Linked DNA regions of Mus musculus: region 1 is linked to region 2. Evidence: chromatin contacts called from public Hi-C data. All regions are on one chromosome and are shown on one strand. Each heading gives the region's core, a stretch centred on a gene start, on an enhancer-like site or on the middle of the called end of the contact. The rest is flanking DNA. Distances are from core to core; before and after follow the strand shown. Region 1 holds the start of Cpxm2 (carboxypeptidase X 2 (M14 family)). Region 2 has its middle 55 kb from the start of Gm34725.

Evidence for each region. Hi-C and Micro-C count contacts between places; a contact is called where the count stands out from the background.
Region 1: a Hi-C map of cortical neurons shows a contact between it and region 2, with 4 times the contacts expected there. The contact joins the promoter of Cpxm2 here to the enhancer-like site in region 2. A contact is called at or near these places in 16 of 39 promoter capture datasets (the 3T3-L1 cell line, the HPC-7 cell line, HPC-7-derived erythroid cells and 9 more), 4 of 484 Hi-C or Micro-C datasets (cortical neurons, embryonic stem cells and nephron progenitors), 9 of 115 datasets of contacts at active chromatin or transcription factors (embryonic basal ganglia, embryonic forebrain, embryonic midbrain and 4 more) and 3 of 9 other capture datasets (adipose tissue, liver and pancreatic islet).

Annotation. Positions count from the first base shown.
Region 1 is chr7:132,152,444-132,157,747 of GRCm38.p6, forward strand. It overlaps Cpxm2 (carboxypeptidase X 2 (M14 family)), which reads right to left and starts at 2,298. Exons shown (of 14, transcript NM_018867.5): 1 at 1,843-2,298. The coding sequence starts at 2,170.
Region 2 is chr7:131,906,014-131,911,950 of GRCm38.p6, forward strand. No RefSeq gene overlaps it. Among named protein-coding and RNA genes, the nearest start is that of Gm34725, 55 kb to the right of the region's middle. Within about 2 kb of position 3,763, at least 11 of the 459 cell types and tissues checked have an H3K27ac peak or open chromatin away from gene starts, as enhancers often do. A contact at or near this core is called in cortical neurons, where this site is marked.

The DNA.
Region 1 (5,304 bases), core at 1,048-3,547, 240 kb after region 2:
CCTGGTTTCTCTTTCAGAGACCCCCCATTCCTAGGCTGATAACCACCAATGCTCCAAGAAAGGAGATCCACTTCCAGGTTGTGATAACTGAGCCCCCAGACACATTAGTTGGAGGCACTGATTAGCCTAGGATGTGAAAGACTGTAATTGGTCACTAGTGAGAATACTCGAACAATAAGTGAGCTTATTAATCAGGCCTAGTTAGTCATCTCCCCCTGGGAAACACTGGCCCTTTTATCATTTATTTTCTTGATATTCCATGTTCTATGCAACTCTCAGCACACTTGTGATTACTTCCCCAAAGTTACACAATTCTATGAAGTCCTTGGAGGAACGGCCTCTCCACCTTATGTTCTCTCTCCCCAGGGCTTCGCCTTACAGTGCTGGGCAGACACTTATAAACCATGTGTAGAACAAATGAAGAGCTCCCACACAACAAGCACACCTCAAAGTTCAGGGCACACTAACGGACACTATAGAAGGCTTTGGCAGCATCAATGCAATGGCAGACACTTTTCTTTCTATCTGCAGGTGAAGCAACTGAGGCTCAAAAAGTAGAACTCAAATTCCAGGTCCCAAAATGGTAACCCCACGACCTGGCTGGTAAATCGGGCTTTCAATTCTCCCAAGCAGAACAATGACAAAATAAGTTACCTTCCCCTGCTTGAAGGCTGCTAATCTGTAACATGACAGGGCTAGCCACCTTCCAGAGCCAGAAGAGAACTAAATGAGACCATGGGACACTACCAAACTCAGCGCCACATCCCACCCCTTCATGTAGAGCCACGGCAGCTTTTCTACCTCTTAATCTCCATCATCCCCCAGAAAAAGGAGAGACAGTCTCTGTGGTTCTATTTGGGTTTGCCCAACCTTTGGAACTATCAATGGCAGACGGCAGGGACTCAGCCATATACAAAGGTGATAGCCTCAAATTGGGGCTCAAGAGTGTCAGCATCTTCCCTTGCCACCCCGCCTGGTGAATTTAATATTCGTCTAACCAAATGAAAGCCACTTCTGAGTCCAGAGCTCTGTGACCTGGCACGTGATTCCTTTCAGGCAAAGAAACGCAAAGGCCATAGAATTTGGTCACTGTCCTGCTGGCTTCCTGTGATTGAAATAGTGGGAACACAGCTCCTGCACTGAGCAATCACTATCTGAAACAGTTAAGAGAAAGCCCTCTTCACAGGTTTGGGATACAGGCTGGACTAGAAGAAAGTGAGGATGGATTTGAGATTGGCCCAAGGGATGGGTAGAGCATCCCAGGCTGCCAGGCACTCAGAGCTTTCCAGGGCTCCTGTAGTCTGCCCTTTCCAAGAAGGCAGAATCTTGGCTGCTACAGGGACCAAGAGTGATCCAAAGTCTGCAGCTGGGACTGTGCCATTCTGTGCATAGTGGATTTAAGGGCCCCACTGACTGGGGTGGAGGGAGCTGAGAAGGGCACTGTCTGAATAAAGGTCACTGACTGAATCTTGCCAAGGCCATCTGCCAAGTGACACCGGCCGGTCACATGCCCATTGATAAAATCGGTCTGAAAAAAACACTTCTAAAGATTGAATACATAAGCAGAGCAGGAAGAAGCAACAGATGCCTCCTTAGGCTGTGCCAGCGAGCATTGGGACACCGGGCCGCTCCCCAGGCAGCTTCCCAAAGAGCTCCATTCTGTTTCTGCCTGAGGGGGCAGGGAGAGAAAGCTGAACTTAGCTCAGATGTAGTCTCTAGGGAATAACACAGGCACCACAGGACTTTGGCTGGGCTCACTCAAGAAAACATACTGGAAGCCAGGTGTCCCCTGGAGTGCCACGATCGCTGGCGCCCCCTCGGGCTGCCCGATGCAAAAGTTACCTGGTGGAGGCGTCTCTGCAACTAACTTCTCCCTCTTGGGAGCCTTCTTGGGCTTGATGGCCTTCTTGGGAGTTCTGTGGCCCTGCTGGTGCGGCTCCTGCTGTTCCTGCTCCTCCACCCTAAGGTCTTCATGCATTGAAGGCGAGAAGAGCTCCGGCTCCGGCTCAGGCTCCGGATGCCCATAATAGCGCCCGCGCCGCCAGAGCTCCTGGCTGTAATAGTCAGGCTCCTCGAAGGCTGCGCCCTGGGCTCTGACTCCAGCCAGGGCCACCGCCACAAGTGCCAGGGCCAGCGCCAGCGCAGGGCAGGCGGTCCCCAGACGGGCCATGCCCGCTCTGCCCCGCACCCAGGGTAGGATCGGGTCCCCGGGAGCGGCAGGCGGGCTACAAATGACGACTACGGCGCGGGACAGGGGCGCGGGCGCTGCAGCGGGTGCAGATGGTGGGTGGGACAGGCCGGACGGGCGGGGCTGGGCCGGAGTGGGGCGGGCAGGGGCGCGCCCAGGAGAGGCTAGGCGCCGGCCGACCCACCCTCCCTCCTACCCGCCCAGGGCCTCTCCAGCAGGTGTTGAAGGCCACTAGAAGACTGTCACCAGCCTTCCTTGCATTTCTAGGAGGCCGATATTTTGTCCTCCTGGGCACCCCTTCTGCAGAGGTAAGGCATGGTGATCGTGGAGAGAACTATAGGGCTGTGTCTTCCATTCCTTCATTTTGCAGAACAAATCTGATTAAGACTGGCTAAGGTAATAACCAGCAGGCTGCCCTCCAGTCGTTTTGCCCCAGACCGTGGAGGAATCCCGGATTCCCTGGAGGAAGTTCCCTGGGAGCAGGGCCTAAGGGCCTGGGAACCCCTGCTGCCTACCGTCCAGAGTGTGGCTCTGTAGGAGAGAATAGAGCCAGCCGAAGACTACTATCTCACAAGTCACAAGAGGGCATTTGTCTCTTCCAGGAATCCAGGCTTCTCTGGAGAACCCTGGTGTCACCTTCCCTTTGATAAAGTGCCTTCCATCTTTACCCATCATGCCGTAGTTTTTTTTCTTAGTGGAGTGGAAAGAAGCCAGTGGCCCTAGCTTCTCTCTGGGCTCTGCACCAGTATTCTATGGCTCCTCTAACACATTGAGACAGGTTTAAAACAAGAGACTCGCTGACTCACAGGTTAAATGTCAGAGGCAGCAGCACCAAGGTGCGTGTAGTGGTGGCTGAGGGACTCATTTGTGGTGAGAGCTGGGGTTGGGGGTAGCTTTCATAGCCACTCAATGAATCGCTAAAGTCAGGTCCTGGCAGTGACTGTTTTGCAGCTTGCTTGCTGTGCTTTCTAGGGGCTGCCTCGGGTGCCCTGCATCTCAGAGTCAGAATTCACAGGTCAAATCCAAACTGTACCTTCAAATCACCCCTATTTTTTTCTATCTCCATCTAGCGGAGAATATACTCCACATTTAAGAGGCTCTGAGATGATCCAGAATTGGTCCCAACTGTCATCAGTCTACTCTGTACATTTAATTCATAAGTTCTAAAGATCCAGTAGAGTTGCCTCCAAGGGGCCACAGTGTCTGCCAGCCACAAAGACAACTAGTCCTTAAGTCTGTCAGTCTGTCCCTGAGGGCCTGGGATATGACCCAAGAATGCCTCTGAGATGAACCTGGGCATTGGGCTAAGGCCTCTGCATTTAGAGGGGAATCACAGGCCTGAGGCCCCCAATGTCAGATGTTAGCCAGCTCAGCTGTGACTTTTTGCCTCACTCCTATGTCCTCACTGTTGCTATCAGACCACCCAGCCGACCTTTGGATTGCAGTTTTAGAACTCCTAGGTGGAAGGGTATTGCGAGAGAAAACTGTAGCTGACACAGGGCCCGTGGCGGATGGCTAGAGGGCCTTGGATCTAGTTGTCAAACCCAGGATAATTGGGAATCAAGATCCAGAGCAGTTCTCCAGAGAAGAAGGAAGTCTCCCTCCTCCCCTGGCTTTCTAAGAAGGCATTGGTTTGGATTGGATCCCCTGCGCTCTTCTCTGTGGATGTCTCCTGCACTTACTCACAGGGGTTGTCCTATCTAAACCCAGCCACTACAGACAAGAAAGCAAGTCCCAGGTATCCGTGTGGCTCAGAGAAGAGAGGCTCCATGGGCAAGACACACTCTTAAAGTCCCAACTAACCAGTGAAGACTAGGAAAAGATCCAACTAGAGTTCTAGCAGAAAAGGACCATATGTATAGCACCCAGACCAGGTGATCTAGTTGTAGACAAACACCAGGCTCCTTCAGACCCTGAAACCTCCTAAACACTAGGCTCGCGTGCTTTCCACGTGATTTTGACAGAGCTGAAGTTTAACACTGCCCTCCATTTCAATTCTACAGAATGGCTGAGGACAGAGTCACTCTCAGACATATGACAAACTGGTAATGAACCAGGTACCATCTGCTTGAGCCAGTAGTTATGGTAAACCTTAGTATCTGTGAATCTCTAACTTCTGGAAGCTTTTATATCTTCCCTTGGTAAGTACAAGGTCAACAGTGGGGCATGCACCTGCCCTGCCTTGTCTGGGGAAGCTTCTAGAGAGCGTCCCCATCTGAACGTGCATCTCTCCAAATCCCTCGAATCAGGAAGTAAGCTCTCCCTGCTAATGTTTGCTTGTTTGTTTTCCCTGGAGAGATGCATAATTAGAGCGAACAAGACAAACAGAACAGAGACTGGCTTGCTCTGTGCCAGCTCTCCAGAGCAACAGCCAGCAGCACATCACTCCTTGCCTCCCCCACCCCACCCCACCCCCTCTGGGGATACTCACTTGAAAATCTGTGCCATCCAGTCAAAGGTCACAAAATACAGAGAGGAGAGCGAAGCTGAGTCTATTATCCTCATCTCCAAGCTTCTTGCCTTCCAGTGCCTGCCTGTTTGCAGGGAAGGTCTCTGCCAAGGTGCCTTCTGGACTGCCCTGATGAAGTCTCTCCTTTCATCCATATGACAGCTATCAGAAAGGCCCATGGATGTCCATTTTTCTTTTCGGTTGTTGTTGTTTGATTGGTTGGTTTTGTTGTTGTTGTTGTTGTTGTTGTTTTGGTGGTAGTGGGGTTTGGTTTGGGTTGTTTGAAGCAGGGTTTTGTGCATCCCGGGCTAATCTTAGACTCCCAACACTTCCAAAGATGACCTTGAACTTCTGATCGTCTTGCTTCTACCTTCCGAGTGTTGGGATTGAGGGCCCACATAACTAATCCCAGTTCTGTGAGGTGTTGGAGACTCAGGGCTTCATGGATGCATGCAAGCACTCTACCAACTGAGCTCCATCTCGGACCTGGCATCATTCTTTAACTGACTCCTTCCTCCACCCCTGCCGATCCCCCCTAGCCTCTCATTCAGAGACCTTTGCCAGGTCACCGCAGCTCTCCCTTCATGGTCTTCCTGTTTCCAGCTCTCTGACTGGCACTTGAGGTTTCCACCCACTCTCCAGGTCCAGTGTCCATCACCCCCCTAGT
Region 2 (5,937 bases), core at 2,513-5,012:
GAAAACCAGGTGATGGGCCTTAAGATTAACAATTCCAAAATCTGGCCAGTCCTTAGCTCTCTGCTGGCACAGCAACCAACAATTGACAATACAGAGACACCTTCTTACAACATACCCCAACAGAGTTGGAATCCCATTCAGACCCTTGAAGAAACAAAGCTGTCCTCTCATACACCCTGCTTCTAGCAACCTTCTCTGCTCTAGGGTCAAAAGTTGAAGGTGATGGGAATTTCAGATGCCTGCTCCACACAAGCGAGCCGGAAACAGGAGGAGCTAGGCTCTGGATGAGGATGAGGTCCACAGAAAGTGCCAACGAGGAAGGCTTTGGGGAACTAGTGTGTGGCGACTGTAGAAAATTCAACGGTTCCCTCCACTTCTGCGATAGCAGGTTTGAAAGAGAAGCTACCTCTGCAGTTTCTACAGAAAGCTTACCACCTCCCTAAGACTGGAACATCTAGAAAGCACTGTGACTACGCGTCTCGACACCAGGATAACCAGTCAATTAGCAATGTCAGCATCAGAACTAAGAGAGCCAATAGAACCACTTCCCAGATGCCTGAAGGGCAGGACCTGAGGTGCTGAGTGGCCCTGGCCCCTGCCATTTGTGCCCTTCGCTCACCAGAAGCCACTCTGGCTCCTGCTTCCATGGAGCTCTGGCTCCTGGGCCTCTGGAGCCAAAGTACTCAGAGTGCTTCCAGGAACTGCTATTGCCCAACATCAATTTTATACCACACTGCTGCTAAAAGCGCCTGCCGCTGGGAATTATCCAACACAAGACCGACACTTAGAAAAGTCTACCAAAAAAATAAGATAAAGGGTAAAAGTGCCCAGCGTGGAAAGCTACTTAGTCTATGTATTTTTCTTCTCCCCTCCCTCCTTCCAAACGTTCCCCTTCTCTCTCTCCATTCCTTCCTTCTGCCACTTGCACATCCAGGGAACATTTTAATTTTGGAAAGAAATGAGAAGTGAGCCAACCAGTCTGTGAAGTGAGTTTGGAGTGTGGGAGGGTCGGGTTGGAAGGAGACGACTCAGTTCCTGCTTGGGGTAGGTCGTTCTGTAGAAGCCTCTGGAAACCCTGTAAGCACAGCAGCAGTGGCCCTGAGGGCGGCCTTGGAGAGTGTCTGGATGCTGAGAGATACAGGGACTCAAGGGTCACCATAGACAGGGCCAGTGAGCCTCAAGCTTTAGACAAGGGTAGAGGCAGAATCTGCCATTATTCCAGAAAGCTATTCAACCAGGTGGCACTATGTCAATGAATCCTCATCTGAGACTTTTAAAACACGTGACAGGTAAATCTTTGTATGCGTGTGTGTGTGTGTGTGTGTGTGTGTGTGTGTGTGTGTGTGGTGTGGGTTCAGGTGCATGTCTGTGTGCATGCATACACACACCAGAGGCCAATCTTAGGCATTTTTTTCCTCAGATGCCATTTGACTTGCTTTTTGAAAACAAGTCTCTAACTGGCCTGGAACTGGACGAGTAGGCTAGGCTGACTGGTGCACGTGCCCCAGGGGTCTGCCAGTCTCTACTTCCCCAGTGCTGGGGTGACAATAATGTACCACCACACCCAGCTTGTTGTTTTGTTTTGTTTTGTTTTGTTTTGTTTATGTAGGTGCTAGGGATTGAGCTCAGACCCTCACACTTCCATGGCAAACAATCTACCAACTGAGCTATCTCCTCAGATCTGGGTAGGCCTTAAGATTGATATTTTGATAGCATGGGGTAGAGTCCCGGATGATAGAAGTAAACTTGAAAGTAAATTCCCTTAGGTCCCCTGGAATAGAAGTTGGTGGGGTGATCAAAGTACATGAAACTCTACTACTTTATAAATTGAAAAATACAATTAAAACATAAGAACGGGGCTGGATAAATGGCTCAGCCATTAAGAGCACTGGTTGCTCTTTCAGAGGTTATGAGTTCAATTCCCAGCAACCACATGGTGGCTCACAAACATCTGTAATGGGATTTGATGTACTCTTCTTGTGTGGCAGCAACAGCATGCTCATATACATTAAATAAATGAATGAATGAATGAATGAATGAATAAATAAATAAATAAATAAATAAAATAACAAGTTAAAAATGAATAGCGGTAGCTTCCATGGGTAGAGAATGCAGCATCCAGAAGTTAGAGGCTTTTAAACAAGTGCCAGGTATAAGATACCTTTGTAGTTATTGGCTGGGAAGGTCCCAGAGGCCTCCAGAAGAATTCACACTACCGCCATTACCATCAATTATCTTCTGGAACTAGATGGTAAGGCCCTATTGCTCAAAATACCTCACAGATTGGTTATAGAACACAAAGAAATCAAAATAGAACTGGATTGGAAATTCCCTCCTTGCTGACTTGCGTTGATAGTGCCAGAAGGTGCTATGTAAGCCACCGTAGGAGGAAATGCAAAAGTAGGTCAGCTAACCATACCCAGGTGTGCTACAATACTGCCCCCCACAGGCAGTACATGGTCACTGCAACAATAATGGCATGACTATTTGTGGGATAACCAGTTACTTTGTGTCTGAACTTGAGATCCTCTTCATACAAGGGAAGACATAACTAACGCATTACAAACGTGGTCAAAGGATAATGACTGGAAGATCACAGACACATCAAACTGCCTTCTAAGTATTCACCTTTATGCCCGTAGCCTAGTCCTACTCTCACTCCAGGGCAGAAGAGGAGAGCTAATGCAGAGACTTTTATCTGGTCAAAGTACTAAGGACACGTGATTGACATGAGCTCAGGCTTACGTGGATTATCTGTATCCCCACCCCCCAGGTCCAGGGACTACTACAGAAGAGATGGTAGAAGGAATTTTGAGCCAGAGGATAGGAGGAGTGTCACAATGCACTGTCATCCAGATAGGACGTAGCCATTGCAACCATGAACACACAGCGACTATGAACACTTGCACAGAAGCAGGCCCTCCCGTATGCTACTGTGGATGGAAGAGGTAACCATGAGATGCTAACGGTTCCTGAGGAGCTGATGGCTGCTAATGGATGTTGGAAGAGGGTGTGTCACTTTCTCCAGAGGTGTAGCCAAAAGGGTGGGTTGGGATGGGGGTGGGGTGCTCTAGGTGGAAGAAGGATAAAAGGAAAGGAGATACCAAGCATCTAAGTTAGGGTTTTACTGCTGTGAACAGGCACCATGACCAAGGCAAGTCTCAAAAGGACAACATTTAATTGGGGCTAGCTTACATGTTTAGAGTTTCAGTCTATAATCAAGGTGGGAGCAAGGCAGCATCCAGGTAGGCATGGTGCAGGAGGAGCTGAGAGGTCTACATCTTCATCTGAAGGCTGCTAGCAGAATACTGACTTCCAGGCAGCTGGGATGAGGGTCTTAAAGCCTACACCCACAGTGACACACCTACTCCAAAAAAACCACACCTTCTAATAGTGCCACTCCCTGGGCTGAGCACATACAAAGCATCACAGCGAGATACAGAAGAGTAATGGAGGAGAATATAACCACAATGCACCGTGTGTGTGTGTGTGTGTGTGTGTGTGTGTGTGTGTGTGTGTATGACTTTAAAAAGTAAAAAAAAAAGTAAAAGCTGTCCTAGTGAGAAACTGAGGGTAAAGTGGAATTAGACAGAAGCTTTGGACAATGAGAGAGGAGCCTTGGGTCATCTGGACAGGGGCATTCTGAGGTTAGATAGAAGGGCAGCTGTGCCAGCAAAGATTCCTATGTTCTGGCTACCTTATTCAGGGATGACAGAGCCTGGCTGTCTGCCAGTGCTGTCCCTCTGCTGCCGGCCAGGCATCCTGCCTCCCAGATCAGCTGTGCTTGCTGTTGTAATTAAACAGTTTACAGAAGCTGATGAAACAGGCGTGCCAAAAGCAAGAGTTGTTTCCATGAAAACTAAGTTTAGTTCTTTGGAAAAAAGCTTGTTCTGTAAATGGAAGTCGCTAAAAATACTCTCTGAAATGGGTGTGGGCGGGATGATTTTAAAAGCCTGGAGAGAGTCATATATGTTTAAAAATACCTGCCCCTGCTTGAGTTCTCCCTTATTTTAAAGATCGAAATTGGAAATTATAGACAATTTTCAGAGCAAGGATTATATAAGAAAAATGACTGGGAATTCATAACAAAGGCTTTATTCTCGAAGGAAGGCTTCCGTTAAGCCAACGAACGACGTGGGTCTTAAATTAAGATAAAATGCTTAATGTACCATGATGATGTGTTTAAGGAGAATTAGACAAAATCAGAAAGGGTCATTTCTCATTCGTTAAGAGCTTAGATTTTCCTGCAGCCACAGGGAGCCACTCGGGTTAGGAATGGTGGGTCTGGCTTCTTAGAGCATGCAGCTTATGCGCTAGGTCTGTGGGGTTGAGGTGGGGTCAGATCAAAGCTAGCAGTAAAGAGACTCTGGGGCTGGGGAGGCTCAGTGGGCAAAGTGTTTGCTCTCCAAGCATGAGGACCTGAGTTTGGTTCCTCAGCATCAGGGTAAAAGCAGGATGTGGCAGCAAGGGTTTGTATAACTAGTGTTGATGAGATGGAGTCAGGACGCTCCCTAGGTCATGCTGGGAGGCCTTTCCAACGGAGTCCAGAAGCTCCAGGTTCCGTGAAAGACCATGGCTCAGCGAAGTAAGGCAAAGGAAGGTAGAGATGACATTTTAAGTTATGTCTGGCCTCCACATGCATGAGAACGCATGTACACATATGTAATGACCTCTCTCTCTCTCTCTCTCTCTCTCTCTCTCTCACACACACACACACACACACACACACACACACACACACATAATCACACACAGAGAGACAAGGAAAATCTGTAATCTAGATGTCGGGAGTAAAGAAAATGGAAGTACAGAAAGGAAGACAGCATGAGAGATTTTCAGGAGGCAGAGTGACTAGGCTGAGACCATTGTGTCTGGGGTTTGTGGTCTGAGTGATGGCGGGGCAGGAAGAGTGATAGAGATGCCTGTGAAGGCTTCAGGTCAGATTCAGTGAAAGCAACAGGGCCAGAATCAGATAGAACCCAGAAGAGACAGGAGTGTGTTCTACTCACCGAGTCTTCTCCTTCTTGCACAGCCTTAGGATCAAGGTGTCCTTTCAGATTCCATTCTTTTTTTTTAAATATTTTTATTACATATTTTCCTTTACATTTCCAATGCTATCCCAAAAGTTCCCCATACCCCCCCCCCACTTCCCTACCCACCCATTCCCATTTTTTTGGCCCTGGCGTTCCCCTGTACTGGGGCATATAAAGTTTGCAAGTCCAAAGGGCCTCTCTTTCCAGTGATGGCCGACTAGGCCATCTTTTGATACATATGCAGCTAGAGTCAAGAGCTCCCGGGTACTGGTTAGTTCATAATGTTGTTCCACCTATAGGGTTGCAGATACCTTTAGCTCCTTGGTTACTTTCTCTAGCTCCTCCATTGGGAGCCCTGTGATCCATCCAATAGCTGACTGTTCTTAAAGCCCCACTGTGAAACAGTACTGGTCCCCAAAAGAAGCTGCACACTCTACTTGGTCCAGACCTTTGTGCACTAGCCCTGAGCTCATTTTCCTGTAAATGACATAGCTTTTTTTTTTTTTTTTTTTTTTTTTTTTTTGATGGAGTCTTTTTTATTAGCAAATGTCCTGAGGCTTTAGTGTCAGAGAGAATCCCATATTTCTATGCATTACTCCATATGCTGCGAAGGAGATATTGGACATCACTGTCCTCCATGACCTTAAACCTTCTAGCATGATGCTCTATGGAATCTGGGCTTGGGGGAATATCGCCTTGATATTGGTAATGCTAAAAAAAAGAGAGGGGGAATATACAAGGAGTTTTGCAGCTATATCTTTACATAAAACACATGGGCTACCACTAATATAGTGGGAGAAGGAACTAGGAGTCCCAGAGTACACAAGTGCAGATTGCGTTACCTGTCTGCAGAAAGGTATGGAAGTATTCACACATATGACCTGGAAATGCCACCTCTTCATTC